Regions from separate parts of the Gossypium hirsutum genome. Here regions 1 and 2 are each linked to region 3. The links are chromatin contacts, called in public Hi-C maps. All regions are on one chromosome and are shown on one strand. Each heading gives the region's core, a stretch centred on a gene start, on an enhancer-like site or on the middle of the called end of the contact. The rest is flanking DNA. Distances are from core to core; before and after follow the strand shown. Region 1 holds the start of LOC107910681 (serine carboxypeptidase-like 42). Region 2 holds the start of LOC107894981 (protein NRT1/ PTR FAMILY 4.6). Region 3 holds the start of LOC107910294 (UBX domain-containing protein 4).

The links. A called contact is a pair of places that touch in the nucleus more often than the background predicts.
Region 1: a Hi-C map of hypocotyl shows a contact between it and region 3, with 2.6 times the contacts expected there. The contact joins the promoter of LOC107910681 here to the promoter of LOC107910294 in region 3. A contact is called at or near these places in 7 of 34 Hi-C or Micro-C datasets (callus, hypocotyl, leaf and 1 more).
Region 2: a contact with region 3 is called in a Hi-C map of leaf, with 2.3 times the contacts expected there. The contact joins the promoter of LOC107894981 here to the promoter of LOC107910294 in region 3. A contact is called at or near these places in 4 of 34 Hi-C or Micro-C datasets (all in leaf).

What each region holds. Positions count from the first base shown.
Region 1 is chrD02:38,403,019-38,405,718 of Gossypium_hirsutum_v2.1, forward strand. LOC107910681 (serine carboxypeptidase-like 42) reads right to left here and starts at 1,341. Exons shown (of 10, transcript XM_016838635.2): 1 at 912-1,341; 2 at 647-720; 3 at 426-543. The coding sequence starts at 661. It overlaps LOC107910680 (alpha-amylase 3, chloroplastic), which reads right to left. Exons shown (of 13, transcript XM_016838630.2): 12 at 2,590-2,700; 13 at 2,012-2,527. The coding sequence ends at 2,366.
Region 2 is chrD02:38,543,983-38,546,682 of Gossypium_hirsutum_v2.1, forward strand. It overlaps LOC107894981 (protein NRT1/ PTR FAMILY 4.6), which reads right to left and starts at 1,300. Exons shown (of 5, transcript XM_016820139.2): 1 at 1,121-1,300; 2 at 782-884; 3 at 439-656. The coding sequence starts at 1,123. It overlaps LOC107894980 (a long non-coding RNA gene), which reads right to left. Exons shown (of 2, transcript XR_001683337.2): 2 at 2,529-2,700.
Region 3 is chrD02:37,746,855-37,749,554 of Gossypium_hirsutum_v2.1, forward strand. LOC107910294 (UBX domain-containing protein 4) reads right to left here and starts at 1,364. Exons shown (of 13, transcript XM_041088565.1): 1 at 1,266-1,364; 2 at 872-1,095; 3 at 1-83. The coding sequence starts at 1,039.

The sequences.
Region 1 (2,700 bases), core at 91-2,590, 660 kb after region 3:
AGAAAGGCTTTCTAGATATTGAAAGACAAGGTGATTAGTCGCATTAATAATTGTTGTGTTAAACCCCTCTCTCAAGGTGGTAAAAAGGTTTTCATTAAAAGCATTGTGCAAGCCATCCTACTTATTCGATATCATGCTTTTTATTGCCTAACTCTCTTTATGTTGAAATGGAGCGCATCATTAGCAGGTTTTGGTGGCAGAAACACAAGGGCAAGAAGGGGATTCATTGGTGCGAATGGAGAAAGCTATGTGACATTAAGGAAGATGATGGTTTGGGGCTTAAGAGTTTATCAAAATTCAATTTAGCCCTTCTTGCAAAACAGGGTTGGCGATTGTTTAGTTCTCTAGATTCTTTATTGGTGCGCACGTTAAAGGCTAAATATTATTCAGATTCCCCTTTTTTGAGATCGAGTCTAGGAAATTACCCTTGTTATACCTCGAAGAGTATATGGGCTGCGAAAGGACTTCTTTAAACAGACATGTGTTGGCGGGTGGGATCGAGTACCAATATATCCATCTGGAAGAATGCTTGGGTTCCTGGCTCTGTCGATTAGAAGATCTATAGCTATGTAAGAAATCAAATTATAGACAAGGTTTCTGAACTGACTGAGCCAAGATTGAGACAGTGGAGGGAGGATTCCATTACCAACATTTTTTCCATTGAGGATCCAACTGTCAACTTTTGAAATAGTTAATTTCATCGATTCATACATTTGAGATCTAGAAATCATAAATGAGAGATTATCTATCAAAAGAGTTGAAACGATGGAAACCACCAAAACCACCCTCGCTCAAGATAAGCTTTGATGCTGCTTTGCAAAGCTATACAAAGAAATCATGCATGGGGATAGTGGGCAGAAACTCAGAAAGGACAGTTTTGGGTTTGAGAATGATTATCAACAATCACGTACCTACTCCTTTGGCGACAGAAGCGCTTGCATGCCTCCAGGTAATTCAAATGTGCCTTGATCTGGGTTTTAGGGATGTGGTGATTGAAAGAGATTCTCTTGCTATTGTAAAGAAACTACATGCACAAAACGAAGATGGATCTGTCATTAGTGCCTATATTATAGATGTAATTTTTTAGCTGCTGATGGTTGCGATTGCTCAAGAGATAGAGAAGGTCTCTAGATTTTGCATTTCCTGAAAGAGACGGTTTGTTTTCCTAATGGGCTCCTGGTTATCCTTTTGTTTTATATGCCCTTAGGGAGTGGTTGAGCTCATTAAAACGGTTGGGTACTCTTTGGTTTTATCGAAGATATGCTTCTATTTCTTAGGAAATTGTTATGTTTTTTATCTTCTATTAGTTGTTATTATTGTGATTTTTTTAAACCGTTTTAATAAATGAAATCTAGCCTTTTCTTAAAAAAATAAAGAAAGAAAAGAAGAATTCTTAGTTAATTAAACTTCCAAAGTTTCTAACAAAACTCAAACAAATAATTATTTTCTAGATTATTTGAAATTTTGATTGTTTTATGAAATTTTATTTATTTATATTTATTTTTTGAATTTTTTCATTTTTCTAGTTTGGCATAATGATAAATTTAGTTATTCATGTTTACATATTTTTGTGAATTTGACTGCTATCCTTTTTTTAGTTAAATTTAATTATTAACTTTTCAAAAATAGTCGAAATGCTTCTCTTTTAAATGAAACTGCTGACTAAAATATTAATTTTTTAATAATTTGTGTATATTGGGGTGATCATTTCAAACAAATTTTCTAACGACGACACTAAATTGATAAAAAAATTTAAATGATCAAAACAGGAACAACCCTCTTTTAGGGTGATCATCGAATAGTTTATCCTATATTTAAATAGAATAGATTAATTAATTTCAAATATATAAAAAATATTTACGCCTTTAGCTTTTAATAATTTTAAAATTCATAAAATAAATAAATAGATAATACACATATATCAATGACATTTGCCTTGACAAAAAACTTTATGATAACAATGAAACCTTGAAAGTGGAAAAAGAAAACCAGGGCAGCTGGAACTTGGAAAGGAATAAATAGTATTTCATTTTATTTTATAAGAAAATAATAACAACAAAGCCAATTTGCAAAAATATTACAGATTTGGCAGAAGGCAAGAAATTGTTCTTCCAATGTTATTATCGTAAGGAATTGTAAAATAAGATATAATGAACAAGTACTAAGTTAAAACTCCTTGGACTGTAGCTAAGTGGCTCCAATAAACAATCACCTGCTGTAAGCCCTGACTTTGGTCAAACACCCTATATGTATATCGGGTAAAAAATGGTACAAATGATGGAATGAGAGGTACATGCTGGACATTCCTAGAGGATTGACTATATACACTACGCAAAGTAAAAATAGTTCCCAGCCCAAGTTTGCATTAAGAAGATGCTTCCCAGACCTTGTAATCGTATCCCTCAAGAGCTAAGGACCATCTTTGGGGTCCACTTGGAGGCTCATAATAACCTGGTCCAATCTTCATTGCAACTCTGTCGTCTATGGTGGCCGCATATACATCCCTCTCTGCCTTCACAATTTCAACCTATACCATAAACCAAGTCAATACTTGTCCTTCCTTTTAGTGCTAGAGTTTTGGATACTTACTATACTCCGGCAATGGATTTTGTTTCTGTTTCTGAGAGAGATAAGAGCGCCAATCTCTGAGCGATGGTGGGAGACAATGTGATCATAAAACACAGCCGGTGTTCCTGGGTG
Region 2 (2,700 bases), core at 50-2,549, 800 kb after region 3:
CATGACTAACACCCTAACATTGGCCTACTCCAGGACCCACCCGCCCCACTTCCCAATTTATGGATAAGAAAAAAAGGAATTTCTTTAATGGAATACGAGGCATTTGAAAGCATAGCTAACATAACCGATTGTTGTTGGAAGTTCGAATATGTGATGGAAGGTTGAATTGAAACAGACCCTATTTTATTATCTCAGAATTAGCTTACTTTTGGGATCCGAAAGAAAGTGGACAAATGTACTGACATTTTTTAGTAAGGCCTCGTTAGTTGTTGTACCTAGGCAGACTGGGTTTTTTGTTTATACCGAAGTCGCAGAGAGGGAATACTATCAGATTTTTGCCCGTGTCTTTTATTTATGAGAACCACAATGCGGATGAAGTGCAATAATGAAACAAAACATAGAGAGTTCTAAAGATAAGAGTGCGTGAAAATGGAGTACCAGGAATTGGATGAGTGCGCTTATGAGGTAGATGTGATAAGTAGTGAAGAAAGTGTCGGATAAGAAGCCCCCAAGCAGAGCCAGAAGGAAGGCTGTCCCCATGAAATTGGTGACATCGTTTGCCGATTTTGATGGAGATAAGTGCATGTGCTTTGACAGATACAGCACCAGGTTGCTACTATTTGCCAAGTAGGCCAGGTTCTCCACCACTTCCACAACTACGTACACCCAAAATTTATCATTAAACTAAGGGATGGAACCAACCTATAAAATAAGCCTCCAGCGGAAGCTCACCCTTTATTTGTGTCAAAAGGAACAAAAAGGAATAGATCAGGTAACTAACCCAAGACAAAGGAGGCAGCCACCATGCCACCATGTTGGCCCCTTAAAGCAGGTTTGCCCCTCCAATCCACATACCCTTCCCATCTATTATCCTGGTATCCTTCCTGTACAATAAAAGGCGAGTTAGTAATAGTATCTAGGAAAGCAACGAGAGGACGAATAATGAAGCAACGAGTTAGTAATAGTAATGGTATCCTCCTTCCTGTACAATAAAAGGCGAGTTTGTTGTCTGCTGTTTGTACTTTGAATGAAGCAACGAGAGGACGAATAATGAGTGAGATGACAACATAAAAAGAGCAGCAAAATAAAAAATTAAAAGGGCGGGGGGGGGGGAACCCACCATTGTTCTCTCTCTCTCCTATTCTCAACTTGAGTAATTATGTTGGTATTTGATCTCGAGTGTGAGGTAGAAAAGCATGGTGAGAGTGGTGGGGGTATTTAAAGAGAGGGGAAGGGAAGAGCATTTGATGGTTTCAGTTCAACTTGGAGGAGAGAATGGTCTTCACACCTCACATAAGTTAATTTTTGACTCATCATCCTTGGAACCTCTTGTTTTATACTAAGAATTCTTTCATTTTATTATTTTATTTGAAAATTATCATATTAACGAACAGTTTCTTTTTGTAATAACAAAGTGTCTTTTTATTAAAGATTTGCTAACTTATAGTAAAAAAGCTTGAGAGGAGGAAGATTAGGAGAGAAACATATCAAATCCTCTCCACCCATTATTAAAGGAACCCAAAAGAACAAAAAAAAGTACCTTTCTCTTTCTTTGACCATCGAAAGCCAAAACCTTCGTTGCGGATGCCTAATGATAGTATTTATTTTTGTCTTTTCTTCCAACAAAATATGAATTCAATTAGCAAATAGAAACATCAAAGCAGTACACGCCTTGAGGAGTAGAACAAAACCAGCAAGTAGCAACACACAGTGAGCAGCTGATCGATAGATGCCCCCTTAGGAGGTGTGGCGCCAAACGTTGACAAAAACCACCGTCTTCATATTCAACCACAAGTGGTTAAGTGGTTTAAGAATCTCCCAGGGGCGCCAAGTTTGATATCGAGTATTGGTGTACCGAGAAGCAGGCACTATAGAATCGGATTCCACCACTACAGAATCAGAACAACAATATAAAACTTCAAAGGAGGCGTATCTTTAATCTTGTTTCATTTTTCACTTGATATTTTGATGATCTTCCATATGTTTCTCCTTCCAGTACTGTTATAATAAAATTTGCTGATTTATATATAATTATAAGATAAGGAATATATTCTTTAGTCCGTGTACACTCAGGAATTTAGTAAGTGGATGACGATAACATGGATATATATATACACATACGGCAGCTTTATGCAAATGTCTTTTGTGGCCGTGTGATTATCATGAATACTGTTTCCCCAAACCCAAAATCCAATGTTTACACAAATGAATGGAATCCCCAGTTAACAAATTGCAAACAGTGGTTAAAAGAAGCAAAGGGTAGTGGTAAGATCACTTGGGTTGGACGATTGCTAATTGCTTGACATGATAGAATCTAATAGCCATACAATGGAGGATTATTATATTAATGGCTCCCAATCTCCTACCGATGAGCTTTTGTGCAATAATGCTTGAAGATATGAAAAGATGATAGAAATTGGATGTGCGGTCTCAGACTAAAAAATACTACTACATATCCATTTGCTTGTTAGGCTTAATTCAAACATTACTCATTTTTGGTACTTCAATTTTTTTTAAGTCGGTTCCTGTCAAAAAAAATCACCATGCTGCATTAATTTTTTGAAATTTTACAGGAAAATTAAGAAAAACAGGGAGAGAAATGAAAAATGTTCTTATTACAGCAATAAAGTTAATTAAAAAGAACTAACTTATCAATTATTATCGACTTTAAAATGCCGACTCTCTCTAAAAACCCGATTT
Region 3 (2,700 bases), core at 114-2,613:
TCCAAACTGATTAGTTTTGCTGCCTCCAAAGTCTTATCAATAAACTCTGTATGCCCCGTTCTTTTTGTATGCAAATCACTTTCCTTCGAGATGAAACAGGAGTAAAGCCCCACAAATCACAAAATGGAAAACATATTTTACAAAAAAAAAAAAAAAGTATCACAGAGTTGTAAACCATTTGAGATTTTGTTTTAATAGCATAAAATTTTCCTTAAAAATCAAAATGTAGTTTTAACTTCAAATCCCGCAAAAATCCAGTTCATGTAAGCAAAAGCAACCTTTTGAGATTAGAAACAAATGTATGCACAAATACTACAAAATGATGGAAACTTACCAACAACCATAGCCACAAAAATGTACCAAAGCCTTTAATCTAAACATCCATATTGTAATAGCAAACCTTCCAACTTTCCCCTAGGTAATTTACCAAGTCCTCAAAAGACCCAAATCAATGCAAAAGAAAAGTTCTCAAACAAAAACCAATTCAACACAAAAGAAAAACTTCAAAATTCAAATTAAATGCTAACCAGTGCCTAATGGCATTGGCGAAAGTATATATTGAAAGAGAAGTATACTAAAAGTAACAAATTCTTCAAAAGGTAACTAAATAATTCTTAACCGAAGAGTATAAGTACCGGTTAAGCAAACACTTAAATTAAATTAAGACAGTAACAAAAGCACGACTTTCAAGTTAGATCCAATTCAATTTAAACCCTAAACTTTCAATTCCAACTCAATTCATGAGAAAATGCAAATTAAGCCCAATACAAGATCAAAGTTTTAAAACGCGATTAAATCAAGAAAAGACTAGAACAATAAAAGACGTTGAAATAAAACCCTAACGAAATTAAAGTAAAAGTGGATGTCATACGATTTTGGATCGGCACGGTTTGCCACAAGAAGAGCAAACAAGATTGAGAACAGCTTCAGTGGACTCGGAGAAGTTGGAATGGGAGGTGAGTTCCGCATGTTCTTGGGCTTCCTCCACCGATTTCAACAGAGCCCCACAGTCCCCACACTTCAAAGAAACCCCCGCCATCGATGGAATTTCGTTGATCAAAGCTCCCTCTTCAGATACTTGACTCTTCTCTGAATCTATAGATGAAAAAATGTATCATAAGGCTTTTGGGATTCACCCTTTTAAGGTGCTTTCTCGGTGAGGGATACGGGTGTTCATAAGTCAAATTTTTTTCATTTTCAAAATTAAAAAATATTTTAAATATATCTATATTAAAAATAAGAAATTAAAATAAAAACAATTTTACCTTAAATAAAATCAATTCAAATTAAAATTCATCTGGTCCAAATTCGGATAAAACCTATGTGATCAGGTGAGTAGCTCGACCGGGATGGGTGACGAAATTTATTTGTATTTGGCAAGGAATTAAAACTTCCTTTAAAATCGAATTAATAGATCAGTTCGATTTAATTTAATTAATTAGTCGGTGGTCAAACTTAATTCGATTAAAGGTTGATTAATAATTTTTTGAAATTTCTGTTATTAGTTAATTTGGTTTAAAATAAAGTAATTAATTGAATTAATCAAATTAACAGAACTTAATAATTAATATTATGTGTTAATTTTAAGATTTATGTAGTTTCAAGACATAAAAATATATTTAAGTTGATTTCAATATATTTTTTATATATTTTATATTTGTTTTAGCTAAAAAACATATAAATTTTAATTAACTAACTAAATTAATCGAAATATTTCGATTCAATTTATTTTTTTTAAAAAATTTAATTAAATTAACAATTAAAGAATTATACAATTCAAGTAATTTGATTAATACTAATTCGATTTGAACCGAATCCACCATCTTATAAAAGATATATCTTTTTCCGTATAAATAAAGGAGATCTTAGGGTTGGTCGGTAAATTTTGGAGTTTCTTTTTTTTCTTGGAGAAAGGAACATTTATGCATTAAACAGAGAAGTCAAACAGTGCATGCAAAAACATTCCCCTAGCATCCTTAGCAATAAGAAGAGCTAAATCTGTAGGAGAATTGCAGATACAAAAGAACTCGTCATCAAAAAAAACCAAAAGATGGCGAAACACTTAAGGTGATCTCTTCCCAAGCGAGCGAGCACATCCGCACAACAATTCCCGTCTCTAAACACATGCATTATCCTGCTAGAAGTCAAAGGTGGGAGGAGCATCCTTGGCTTTGAGATTTGCAAATGGTTAAAAGATTAATTGTTTGGAGGGCTAATCCCGAGTTCGTGATGATGATGTGGGATCATGCATCCATCAAGCATGTAGCAGCGTATATGAAGTAAATAATGGAAAGCAAAAAGGGTAAAAATGTAAAGAGGCACGAGATCACAACAGAGGGGAGAACCCGGGCAACCCCCATGCGAACTCCCCTTGAAAAACACCCATAGAATAGATTTTTGTTCCACCATTGCCAACTCACCATACCCGAACCACCATCACCCTTCACAGTATCCATCATCACCCTTCAACCTCAGTACCCAAGGCCTTTGCTCATGCCCTTCTCAGATCTTAACACCACCCAACAGTATCCATCTTCCGCCTACCTCAGCACTACCATCCTCCATTCACTGAAACCAATGACCATAAACCAACACTCACCATAATTACCACCCTAAGCCACCATCTACCACCTCCCTCCTATTCACCAACAACTTATACCCAGAACTCATATTCGCGCCAAAACCCAAATTCCAAGAACC